2 separate regions of the Juglans regia genome follow, and region 1 is linked to region 2. A link is a contact called in public Hi-C data. All regions are on one chromosome and are shown on one strand. Each heading gives the region's core, a stretch centred on a gene start, on an enhancer-like site or on the middle of the called end of the contact. The rest is flanking DNA. Distances are from core to core; before and after follow the strand shown. Region 1 has its middle 6.6 kb from the start of LOC109009595. Region 2 overlaps LOC109009584 (disease resistance protein RUN1-like).

What was found. Hi-C and Micro-C count contacts between places; a contact is called where the count stands out from the background.
Region 1: a Hi-C map of leaf shows a contact between it and region 2, with 2.3 times the contacts expected there. The contact joins two enhancer-like sites. A contact is called at or near these places in 2 of 3 Hi-C or Micro-C datasets (both in leaf).

What each region holds. Positions count from the first base shown.
Region 1 is chr1:36,662,012-36,667,709 of Walnut 2.0, reverse strand. It overlaps the pseudogene LOC109009606. Among protein-coding and RNA genes, the nearest start is that of LOC109009595, 6.6 kb to the right of the region's middle. Within about 2 kb of position 3,664, the one cell type or tissue checked has open chromatin away from gene starts, as enhancers often do. A contact at or near this core is called in leaf, where this site is marked.
Region 2 is chr1:36,603,834-36,609,945 of Walnut 2.0, reverse strand. It overlaps LOC109009584 (disease resistance protein RUN1-like), which reads right to left. Exons shown (of 5, transcript XM_018990127.2): 4 at 5,920-6,112; 5 at 5,054-5,831. The coding sequence ends at 5,196. Among protein-coding and RNA genes, the nearest start is that of LOC109009584, 7.2 kb to the right of the region's middle. Within about 2 kb of position 4,170, the one cell type or tissue checked has open chromatin away from gene starts, as enhancers often do. A contact at or near this core is called in leaf, where this site is marked.

The DNA.
Region 1 (5,698 bases), core at 2,415-4,914, 58 kb before region 2:
TGAGAGTTAGGCAGTCCATCGATAAAATCTATGGTAATGTGAGCCTATGGTTGTTGGGATATAAGAAAGGACTGTAGTAACCCACTAGGCGTGGTGTTATTAATTTTAACCATTTGGCATAAATCACAGCCCCTTATGAACTGCTTAACCTTTTTTTTCAAACTTAGCTAGTAAATCTCCTTTCTAACCCTGTGGATGGTCTTGTTATACCCCTAGTGGCCTCCCCACTGACTGTTGTGCATCAACTCTAGCAACTTGGCCTTAAATGATCCTTGTCAGGAAATGTAGAGTCTGTTTTTATACAAAAGTAGCTCCCCTCTCACAGAATACACTGGAGATAGTTTTCTATCCTTGCACTATTTTATTAGCTATTGAAAATTTCATGATGCTCATACACCTCTTTTAACTCATCCATCCAGTCATGGTGAGAAATGAAATCAAAGAAAGAGAACACTTCTCTTCAGCCTCCTTTTGAGATAAGGCATCAGCCACCTTATTCTCATTCCCCTTCTTGTATTCCACCAGTAAATTATACCCCAACAATTTAGTGACTCACTTTTGCTGGACAGGGTTGCTTACCTTTTGATCCAGCAAATATTTTAAACTTTGCTGGCTAGTCCTTACCACAAAGGGCTACCCCAATATATATGGTTTCCACTTTTGCACCGCTGTCACAATAGCATACCATTATTTGTCATAGGTCGACATCTCTTTAGTTCTACCCTTCAATGATTGGCTGAAAAATGCCAAGGGTCTTCCCTTCTGCATCAAAACAGCCCCCACCACTGAACTCGATGCATCACATTCAATCATAAAGGGAAAAGAGAAATCGGGTAGTGCTAACACTGGAGTTGCACCACAGCCTCCTTCTAGTCATAAAAAGCAACCTTAGATTTTCTTGTCCATTCAATGCTATTCTTTTTCAACATATCTGTAAGTGGGGCAGCAATACCTCCGTACCCTTTTATAAATCTCCAGTAATAACCAGTTCATCCCAAAAATCCCCTTAGGGCCTTTAAAGGAATTAGGAGTGGCCAATCCCTCGTGGTGGCCAATTTTTTTGGATCCGCCCTAACCCCCTTTGTTGAATCTAAATGACCAAGGTAGGCTACCGAATCTGCAATTGTTGTGTTTAGCATAAAGTCGGTGTTGTCTGAAGGTGTCCAATGTCAATTTCAAATGTTCTCTATGCTCCTTTTCACTTTTGCTATAAACTAGCATGTCGTCAAAAAACACCAACATAAATATTCGAATGTAAGGTCTAAATATCTCATTCATTAAACTTTGAAAGGTGGAGGGGTGTTGTCAACCCAAAGGGCATCACTATAAATTCATAGTGACCCTCGTGAGTTCAAAATATTGTCTTAGAAACATCTTCTGGTTTGACCCTTATTTGATTGTACCTAGACCTCAATTCCAACTTGAAAAAAATCACAGCTACATATCATTCGTCCATTAACTCTTCCACAACTAGAATGGGGAATTTATCCTTGATGGTGGCCTAATTCAGCCCTCTATAATCCATGCATAATCTCCATGAGCCATCTACCTTTCTTACCAAAAGAACGAGTGAGGGGTAAAGACTTTGACTAGGTTGTATAACCCTTGAATTTAAAAGTTCCCTCACTATTTTTTCAATTTCCTCTTTTTGGTAATAATGGTATCAGTAAGGCCTTATTGAGATTGGTTTGGTACTAGGCAACAAGTTAATAGCATGGTCATTAGCTCAGGTAGGGGGTAATCCCTTAGACTCCTAAAATACTCCTCTTCCAGAACATGTAAAAACACCTCTTTTTTCTCTAATTTATTACCTTAATGTAATGACCCCTCCTCAATTAAGTGGCCTTTTGTTATGGCCTTAAGTGGACTTGTGTTAAGGCCTTGAATGTAACTACCTTTTCTTGGTAAATAAACTGCATGGCGAGATTTTCAAAGTTCCATAAAATGGACCCAAGTTTCCATAGCCATTGAACCCCTATCACCATGTCGCACCTTGCAAGTACTAACACATGAAAATCCAAAGTAATCATAATGTTTTGGATTTTCACCATTACCCCTTACTTTTTCAATCACTGAAAAGCAGATCACCCATTGATCACTCTCGCATTAACTATTTTAGGAATCACTTAAGTAAGGGTAGTTCTTTTCACAATAGGGTTTAGGAAGTTATAGATAGAACCGGTATCAATAAGGATGGTAACCCAAGTCGTGCCATTGTCCCCTTGACTCTTATTGTCTTGGGGTTATGAGACCCTATCAAAGAATGCAAGTATATCTCAAGGTTGTTTAATTCCCCCATTAATCTTGTGGCTTCCTTCTCAATTTGGTCCTCACCAGGTACCCATTTTTCATCATATCCAGTCAACACCTCCTCTAATAAATACAACCTAGGGTTTTGACACTTATACCCTGGGTTCTATTTGGTGTCACAATAATAACACAAGCCATTTTCTCTCATTTCTTTCATTTGAGCTTGGTTGATTTTATAGATAGGCAGGTTACTTTTTCGTGCAACAAATAAATTGTTTTCATGTGGGGTGGGGTTTTTAAGCAACTCAGGTTCGGGTGAAGGGTAGTTGGGTGCCTTGTAGTGTCTCTTGGCTAGGTTGAGGTTTTCCTCTTGAATCTTAGCCAGACTGTATGTAGTTGCTAAGGTTGAGGAACTAAACATTCTCACTGGGAATCTAATCTAATCTCTTAAGCCACTTAAGAAACAACTTAATTTGTAAGGGTCCGAAAGCCCCCTCAATCTATTAGATAAGGACTCAAATTGTGCCTTATGTTCTTCAATAGAGCTTCCTTGCCTGAGTCTAATCAATGCCTCCATGGAGTTATCATAAGTATTAGGGCTGAACCGAAGTAATAGGGACTTAACTAAGGAGTCCCAATCAGTTAGTTGTCCGGACTCTTTTAAGTCTTGAAACCAAATGAGGGCGTACTCTTCTATAGGAAAAGAAGCTAAGCAAATTCGGTGTTGTGGTAAGATATTGCGGTAGGGTATTGCGAAAAGAAAAGAACTTGTTTCTCTTATATAACCAACTCGTAGGGTCTTTCCCATGAAACAATAGAAAACTTAGTCTTACAGACCTCCCCACCTGAGATGTTCCCTCCTTCTTCCCGAGTCTGCACTCCCAAGGAAGAGCCACCGGGATTATATGTTTACATATTTACATACATACATATATACACATGCACACTCTTTAAAAGAAAATCTAATCATTTCTCTTCATTCCAGTTTCGAGCTGCACTTCTTCTTCTTCGTCTTCTCATCTACTCCTTTTATTCTTTTACATCTCCTTCTTCTCCTCCTCTTTGGTGCAACAAGTCGCCTATAGTGGACGAACCTGTAGACGTGAACGAACTTGATTTGTGATAACTTCAGAGCATGCAAAAGTCGATGTGAAGAAGGTCCTTTGAAGAGGAGGACAGTTGAGGGCTCATTATCCTAACCTTGTGGGTAAGGTCTTTTGAAGAGGAGATCAGTTGTTGTGATCACTTTAGAGCATGCAATGGGAAGGCCATGTGAAGAAGGAAGGAAGATATAAGGAAGTTGTCTATTAGTTAATTGTTAGTTAAGTCATGTGTTACTCACGTGTCTATTTAAGGGCTCAATGTACTTTTATATCCTCACTTACTTATTGAGGATTACTATAATACCCTTATGTGTAATGGTCACTAACAGTCGTAGTCTTCTATAAATTCTGAAGTCTTTTCCTTTGTATTGCATTGAAAAAGTTAATAAAGAATTCTTGGAGGTTTCTGATCCCCAAAGATCAGTGGTTATTTTTTCTATATTTTGTGTTGTTCCCTAGTCTGCTGCTACAACTTGGGTCTTGCATCTATAACAACAAAAAGTCTCAGATCCAAAGACTTTTGGTCAGATTTGTTGTGTTGAAGCCTTGAAGGTCTAATCTAAAGGACCTTTGATTGGGTTTTAGATGATTTTTAGGTTAGTTATTATTATCAATTGGGATCTGAATTTGGCATATTATGGTTGGTTAGTATGATTTGGATGCACGGTTCGTCAGTTAGATTGGAGTTCCATACAGAGCACTGAGCAACTCCCCTGCTCGTACAACAGGTTTGGTTGAGAAAGGAGTGGGGGCAAAGCCGAGGGAGGTGGCTGCACATTTGTTTAGGATACAATTAAGGATGACAATAATAAATAAATAAATACCCAAATCAAATATCAATTTGGAGTCTCATAATGGACCTGCAGGTTGCAGAGATTCAATTGAGTGGCTAGATCTTTCATCTGCCACGTACTTCTTTACCAAACTTGGTTTCTTTTCTTGGTCCACTTTTGAAGTCCAGACTCAGAGAACCAAACTTTGGTAATCATCATTTCTGCTTCTTTGAAAAGCAATCCTTTCTAGATTGATCCCCCAAAATTGTCAGTGAGTCTGGACTGACCCCATAAACTGATCCTAATCGATTTTTCAAGTCAGATTCTCAATGGCTCAAGCTCACACCCACTGCATTTAGGCACAGACCATACCTACAACTCCTAAACTATTCACTAATATAAGTAAATGCACCAAGAAAATGATGGTACTGGGACAACTGCTTCAGAGATTCATGAAATATCAAACTTCAGTGATTTTTCTGATTCTGCAGTAGGACACTTCTAGTGACAGATGAACAAAAAAAAAAAAGTAGCAGCACCCAATTACTTGTTATTACCCTACAGCTTACTCTTACAGTTACCTGATGAGGTCCCTCTTGCCAACAAGTCTATGAATCGTAGTTTTTGTTCTCTACTGGGATTCTCCCAACTGGTTGGAAATTATTGAACCTTTCATTAACGGGGCAAATCCAAGAAGATATTGCTTTTGAACTGTTGTGAAGGACAGATCCATGGTTGCTTTGCATTGTCTGAGATTTTAGGTAAACTTTAGTGTTGATAGGACCATAATTATTTAAAATGTTTGGGGCACGTCGATGCCGTCTCTCTCACTATATTTTCGCTTTCATTAATCGAAGATCTTGAGGATGAAAATGTCGATCTCTTCATCAAATATTTTAGATGACCCTCTTCTTAGATTAGAGAGAGTAAGTGAAAATTAATGTTTTGGTCATAAAATCTTTTTTTTATTTTTATTATTATTATCTTTGTTGCAACGGGAGTTTGTTTAGAAATTCCAAAAAAAAAGGACCATAATTTTGAATGATCAGCTTGTGAGCATTTGGGAGTTGGGAACCATTCAAAGACCCTATAAACCCTAGGATTAGAACTCTAGATTCCCTCTCACAAATCTGTAGACATGCTAGATGTTCTATTTGGTCTCCTTCTATCATCACAAGCCCTTTTTAAAGCAGAAGGGTCAGATACAAATATGCATGATAGCTTTACTTAAATCAGTTTTCTTTCCATTTGCACAGTTTGGTCTCTGTATAGTGTAAAAAGATATTCGGATTTTGAAAGAATAAAGCAGACAGATAGCTCATAATATCATTAAACTTTTATAATCTAAGACTTGCGGAAAAGCAAAACATCGATCATTAGGTTAAAGTGGTCTGGGACACCTAAAGGAAACGAAATGATGTGGTCCAAAGGTGGAAGATGTCATGATGGATGCAGTTTTGGAAAATACATACTCAGCTTCTTCAAGCTCTCCCAACTCTCTATAATTGAACTGAGTTCTATCATCTTACTAAGAGATGCATGAATTCTTTTATTTTGGGGTATCATTCAAGA
Region 2 (6,112 bases), core at 2,921-5,420:
CATAAGCTGAGGAGAAAATAACAAAATTTATTATGCATGTGGAACAAGATACATGCACCATAAATGTCTCCATTAGGCAATCTTATATCAATGCTAAAGTCTTATTCAAAATAACCTCGTATGCACTATACTAGAGCCCAAGATATATAAAAGGCTCTTACGCATGACAAAGTAAAATAATTAAATACAAGGACTTAAAATGACCTGCTACCGAGAGGATAGGACTAGGCCTCCAAGTGCCAAGCATTTAACTATTATCTTTATTATCCTAAGCATCCAACCAAATAATGATTTGTTAACGGGGCAAATTCATTATCCATATGGATCTTAGTATAATTTCATTAAGCGGAAGCATGATCAATATGACAAGTCTGATGATTTATCATGAGTAGTCCCATGAGAGCTGGGCACATAGCCACTCCAAACCATCAGTATTACAATGAAATGACACAACCCACATGAACAAAATATCTATTTAGCTTAAAAGAGATTATTCATTTCTTTTCTCCATTAACAAATATGGAGCAATATCACAAAACTCATAAACACATAAAATGAGAAATTTTGCAATACAAGATTGTATCAAAACAACTAATTATTAATCAAGACCATAAACTTTGGGGTATAGCAATCACCTAATCAGATAACAAATGGTTAAATGGGTATAAATTGTTAAAAGTTGAATCAAACCAAAAGTTTGACCAGAATTGGATTGTCAGCAATGAAACTGCATGCAGGTGATATAGTAAACGATTTGTCAAAAAAAAAAAAAGTAAACGGTTTGTTAAAAAAAAATATCCAATGAAAAATCGCCTCATGTGAAATAGAAAGTAGTGATTTACAAAATGCCTTGAAGAAATCTCCACCCAAATGTAGACAAAGATCCAAATAGAAAAACGGAAGCTTTTCGATAACGGAGGCAAGTATGGACTATTGAAGATTGATGCATTTCTCCTCGAAACAGCAAATCACAAATCGCAACAGGGAATAAAAAAAAAAAAAAAAAGGAATACAGCCATGAAAAATAAGAAGGTGGCTCTGATACCAATTGTTAGAATCACAAGATGTGATAATCTCTTCCCATAATCAAAGTATGTGTTCAATAAAATTGAGAGTTCATACCTCCAATAGCTTGTGATGGATTTTCAATGGAGCTTTAAGGTTCCTGCAAAAGAGAGGAAAAATTTCTTGCTAAGGAAAGAACTACTTTCTACCCATTTTCTTTGATTTTTCTTCTTACCCTAAGAGAGAGGAGATAAAGAGCAAGAAGACAATAGAACTCAATGAGCTAGTTCTATTTTAAGTGGGGTGAGAGTAGGGGCCTCCATATGTGTCTATTAAAATTGTCTATCCCATTATAGACCTAATGACTAAATGTTAATGTTACTTCACTATTTACAAATAAATACAACATTATTTTGAAACTTGACCATCGTCATAGGTGCTAGTTCTAAGTTTTGGAACAATAGGTACCGATTTTGAAAAAGTGCAAACCCTACTAAATTAAATAAAAAATAAAAAAACAATAAATCCAAAATGAATAATGAAATTAGTACAAAAGAGTAAACTACAAAGACTTGCTTTTAATTCCAAAGAGAAATAATTCATTTTAAGTTTGCCAAGGATTCACTAACATATAGGATAAGGAATATATATGATTATAGGTTGCTAGTATACGAGTGTTGTTATTAGTAGGCCATATAGGTTAGAATAGACCAATGAGTTTAAGTAACTTTGATGTCACATAGTACTCACCACCTTGATGTCCCAATGTTCAAGGTGGTAAGTACTATGCTTTCCACAATGCTCACATGAGGGCGAGAATCTTTGTTTGCCTCGATGCTCGTCTGGTGGGGAGAACATTTGCTCACTTGGGTGCTCAATTGGCAGCAAGCACACTTGGTCTCCGTGACGATCACCCGTGCCAAGTGGCTAGCACGATTACTCGTGTGGAAACGCTTTCTAAGGGGCAATCAACATTGTTCATCTAAGTGCTTATTGCTTGGAGGAAGCACCAAGGAGAGTTAAAGTGCTCTCACCAAACTGAGAAAAGTGCTAGCCACACATGGGAGTCATGAGGTGAGCACTAGGCAGGGAAGAGGAAAATTGCTCCCCATGCAGGCGAGCACTTGGAAGAGCAAAATTACTTGAAACTTGGTAAGCATCTTGAGATCCAAAGTGCTTGCCCATCACGTGAGCACTAATGAGAGCCAACTTCTCGCCCATCAAGTGAGAGCTAGGAGAGCACTGAGAAGAGTCAAAATGTTCGCACCTGAAGCGAGCTCCACGGGAGGCAAAGTGCTAGCCATTGGGCGAGCACCAGGGAGAGAAAAGTGCTTCTCCCTTGGGGGAGCTAGGAGGTGAGCACCAGGAAGACAAAAGTTGCTCCCAAAGCAAGCGAGTACCAAGAAGACCAACATTGCTCCCCAAATAAGCGAGCGTCTGGAAGAGCAAAATTGCTTGAAACTAGGTGAGTATCGCTAGATCCAAAGTGCTCACCACTAATGCAAAGATCGCGAGACTGGAATTGCTTGGCGAGCACTTTTTCTCCTATCGTGCTCACTAATTTGGTGAGTATTTTTACTCTCTTCGATGCTCATCTAGGGGAAGTACTTTGCCTTTCCATGATGCTCACTACGGGGGCAAGCGCTTCCACTCACCCTCCCTACCGCCGGTGGCAAAGGAGCACACATGCGAGTAAACAAGCTTGTCCCCCATCATGTGAGCACTGCGAAGAGCCAAGTACTCACCCATCAGGCGAGAATCGGGAGAGCTAAAGTGCTTGCCCATAGGTGAGCACTAAAAAGAAAAAGTTCTCACCCCTAGGAGACCATTGTGGAAAGCCAACATATTAGTACCAGAGGCAATGTGCTCGTCCTCGAGCGAGCACCAAGGAGAGAAAAGTGTTCACCCTCCAAGGGTGCGACGAGGCGAGCACCAAGAAGATCAATATTGCTCCCCACACAAGCAAGCATTTGGAAAGAGAAAAATTGCTCGAAACTAGGTGAGCATCTTGAGGTCCAAAGTGCTCGCCACCAAGCAAGAACCGCGGGAGCAAGAATGTTTCGCAATTTTACTCCCACTACGCTCATCATGGAAAGCAATATGCTCACCTTCAGGCAAGCATTGAATATAGGGAAAGTTCTCGCCTCTAGGTGAGCTCCATAGAGAGATCTTTTGCATAGGGTCCTTAAGGTTGCTAGTCCCATGGGAGGTGGCTTCGCACGGTGGATTAGTGATGGTGGTTGCGGTAGCTTTGTAAACAAGGGTAGCAGATTTTGATTGTGAGAGAGAGAGAGAGAGAGAGGCTTACTTGAAATCGATTGGTTCATGGTGGACGATGGTCACAAGGTAGAGAGCAGGAGTTTAGAAGTGGTTGGAGAAGTTGAAAAATCTGATATCGGGATGACGAGAAGATACAACATCAGATTTGCTAGCTGAACTAGACAATTCAAAAAGCTACTTGTTTGATGCAGATTAGATTGTTAAAAAAGTACCAAAAAATTGCCAGTCTGATGTGATTGAACTATTCAAAGGAAAATGCTGCTCTTTCCCCACTAGGATTTTTAATTTTAATTTTTTTTGTTACTTAATGATTAAAGAAGTTTTTTTTAATAATGTTTTAAATTTTTTATTTTTTTAAAAAATATTTAAAAAAGTAAAAAAAATATATGTGAATAAAAAGTAAAAAAAAAAAAAATTAAAATACACTAGAGCCCCAATGGTGGCAGTAGAGCCACCCTTGTTCAAAAAGTAGAACACAGTTGATTTTCAAGATAAAAAAAGTAATACTATATATAGTAGTAAAATGTAAAAATACCATGCAGTCATTTTGAAAAAGACTGAGATTCATATTTAAAAAATTAATTTCTTTTTATATACATCTTATATTTATTTATTTTTTTTAAAATAATTATATAATATTTATATATTTACGATTATAAATATTATTTCTTACGATGAGAATAGAAACTCAAAACACAAGCTCCAAAGTATCAAAAACCTTGTCTGACGCGATTGAACTGTTCAAATTGAACTGTTCAAAAAGTCGAACAATTATGAACCATTGATTTTAAGCATGCTAAAATGTGTGGTTAATAGTAGTGGCTGGCCCAATAATTTTAATACAAATGTGAGGTCAAATTGGGGATAGAAATACAGCACACAAGCCTTTCTTGCATTAATAGTAGATTTGGAAGTACTCATATTTGTGAAGGAGTTATGTTATATATAATTATTTTTATGTATTTTATTGATGTGATTGATTAAAATAATTATTTTATATTAAAAAAATAATATAATCAATTATATTAATATAATGCGTAAGAAATAAGAAAAATAACTGTAAATAAAATTTTTCTTTAACGATCTTACTTAATAATTACTCGGTAAGCATATGTAAACTCATCGTTTTTTGAACCCTTGAGGATATGGGCTTGTATAATGACTTTGATAGCATAAAAAAAAATCATAAAATAAATTAGTCGTTACCAATTAGAATAATGTTATATATAACAAGTGTGTAATATTGTATAATTTATTTTTAAAAAAATAAGATTTATTATTAAAAAATTAATTTGTTTCATATAAATTTTATATTTACTTACTATTTAAAAAAGATTACATAACGTCAGGGGCAGCTCGATACAAGTTGAGGCCTAAGGCGAAATTTAAGCGTGTCATTCGTAATTATAATACAATAAAATATAAATTATTATATGAAATATTTTCAAAATTTTCAATAAAATGAGATTTTATTTAAAATCTTTAAATACAGTTTTTGTGAATTTATATTTATAACAACTTAAAATGTGGCTTCAATAAAAATTTTGTGCCTCAATTTAGCAAGATCTTAAAAAAATTATTTAAAATATAAATAACTTATTGTATTACTTATTAAAAAAATCATTGTACTAAATATTAAATTTAGTATTATAGGGTCTTGCACATATTGAAAACTATAAAAATAATTTAAAATTTTATTTAATGAAATAGTTTTGATTTTTTTTCAAAAAAATTTTTCAAAAAAAATCACATTTTTATTTATGGGGGCCTTATATAAGATGGGGCCTGACGCAACGGCCTAAATTGCCTTACCATTGAGCCGGCCTGCATGACGCTTGCACGTTCTAACTACAAATATCATTTCTCATTACAATAAGCTTCGGATGTTTTGTGGGTTTTTATTTGTTTCTTTATTCATCATCTGTTCTCATTTCAGCATCGTGTTCACACTTCAATCGTTTAGGTTGTCGATCCTCGTCAAACCAACCACCTTGGCTTGATTCTGCAGTATCATCTTGAAACCCTCTTTTAGGCTTGATCCCAACATGATCATAGAATGCATTTTCATGATGATCATCATCAGCAACAATGGAATCCTCCTCGTTTGGTGTAGAGTCAAAGTGAATTATTTTTCCATCATACAGTGGGCTAACACCTATCTTCTTAACATCGATTCCAGACCCGAAATCAGCAATAAGTTCTACTTGGTCTCCCTCCTCCAAATTGAACTTACGTTTAGAAACATTGCCCTGCCATAGGTGATCTTCATCGGAGATTACTACATCAATCGTCGCCGGCCTACTGGTCTGAATTATATTCTTGGTGTAATTGATAACTGTAATGCTTGTGAGTTCTTGAGATACTATCTGGTCAATACATGATGAATAAACGACGCATATAGCCAATCCTTCCAAATTCTTGTCAGTAATAGAAGGCACTTCAAAACATATCGAGGACCCCTCATCTTTAAACGTGAACCAATCAGGAATATCATTGCCTGGGAGAAACATGCCAAAAATGCCACCAAATCCACTCATAGCCCATTCCTATACCATCAAGAGCATGATGCATATCAACAATACTTCAAACAAAAACAAAAAAACGCATTTTGGGAGAGAGAGAGAGAGAGAGAACCTGTAGGAGGCTTTCCTTAAAAGTACTTGTTACATTGTTGCACCCTTCCAAGTGAATGACTCGAAAGGACTTCAACAGCTTATCTAAACCAGGAATCTCGACTAATTTGTGGCAATTAGTAAGATGCAAAGCTTCCATATTTGAGATCTTTGATAGGTTTGGCATGCTTTCCATGGCTGTGCAGTTCATTGCA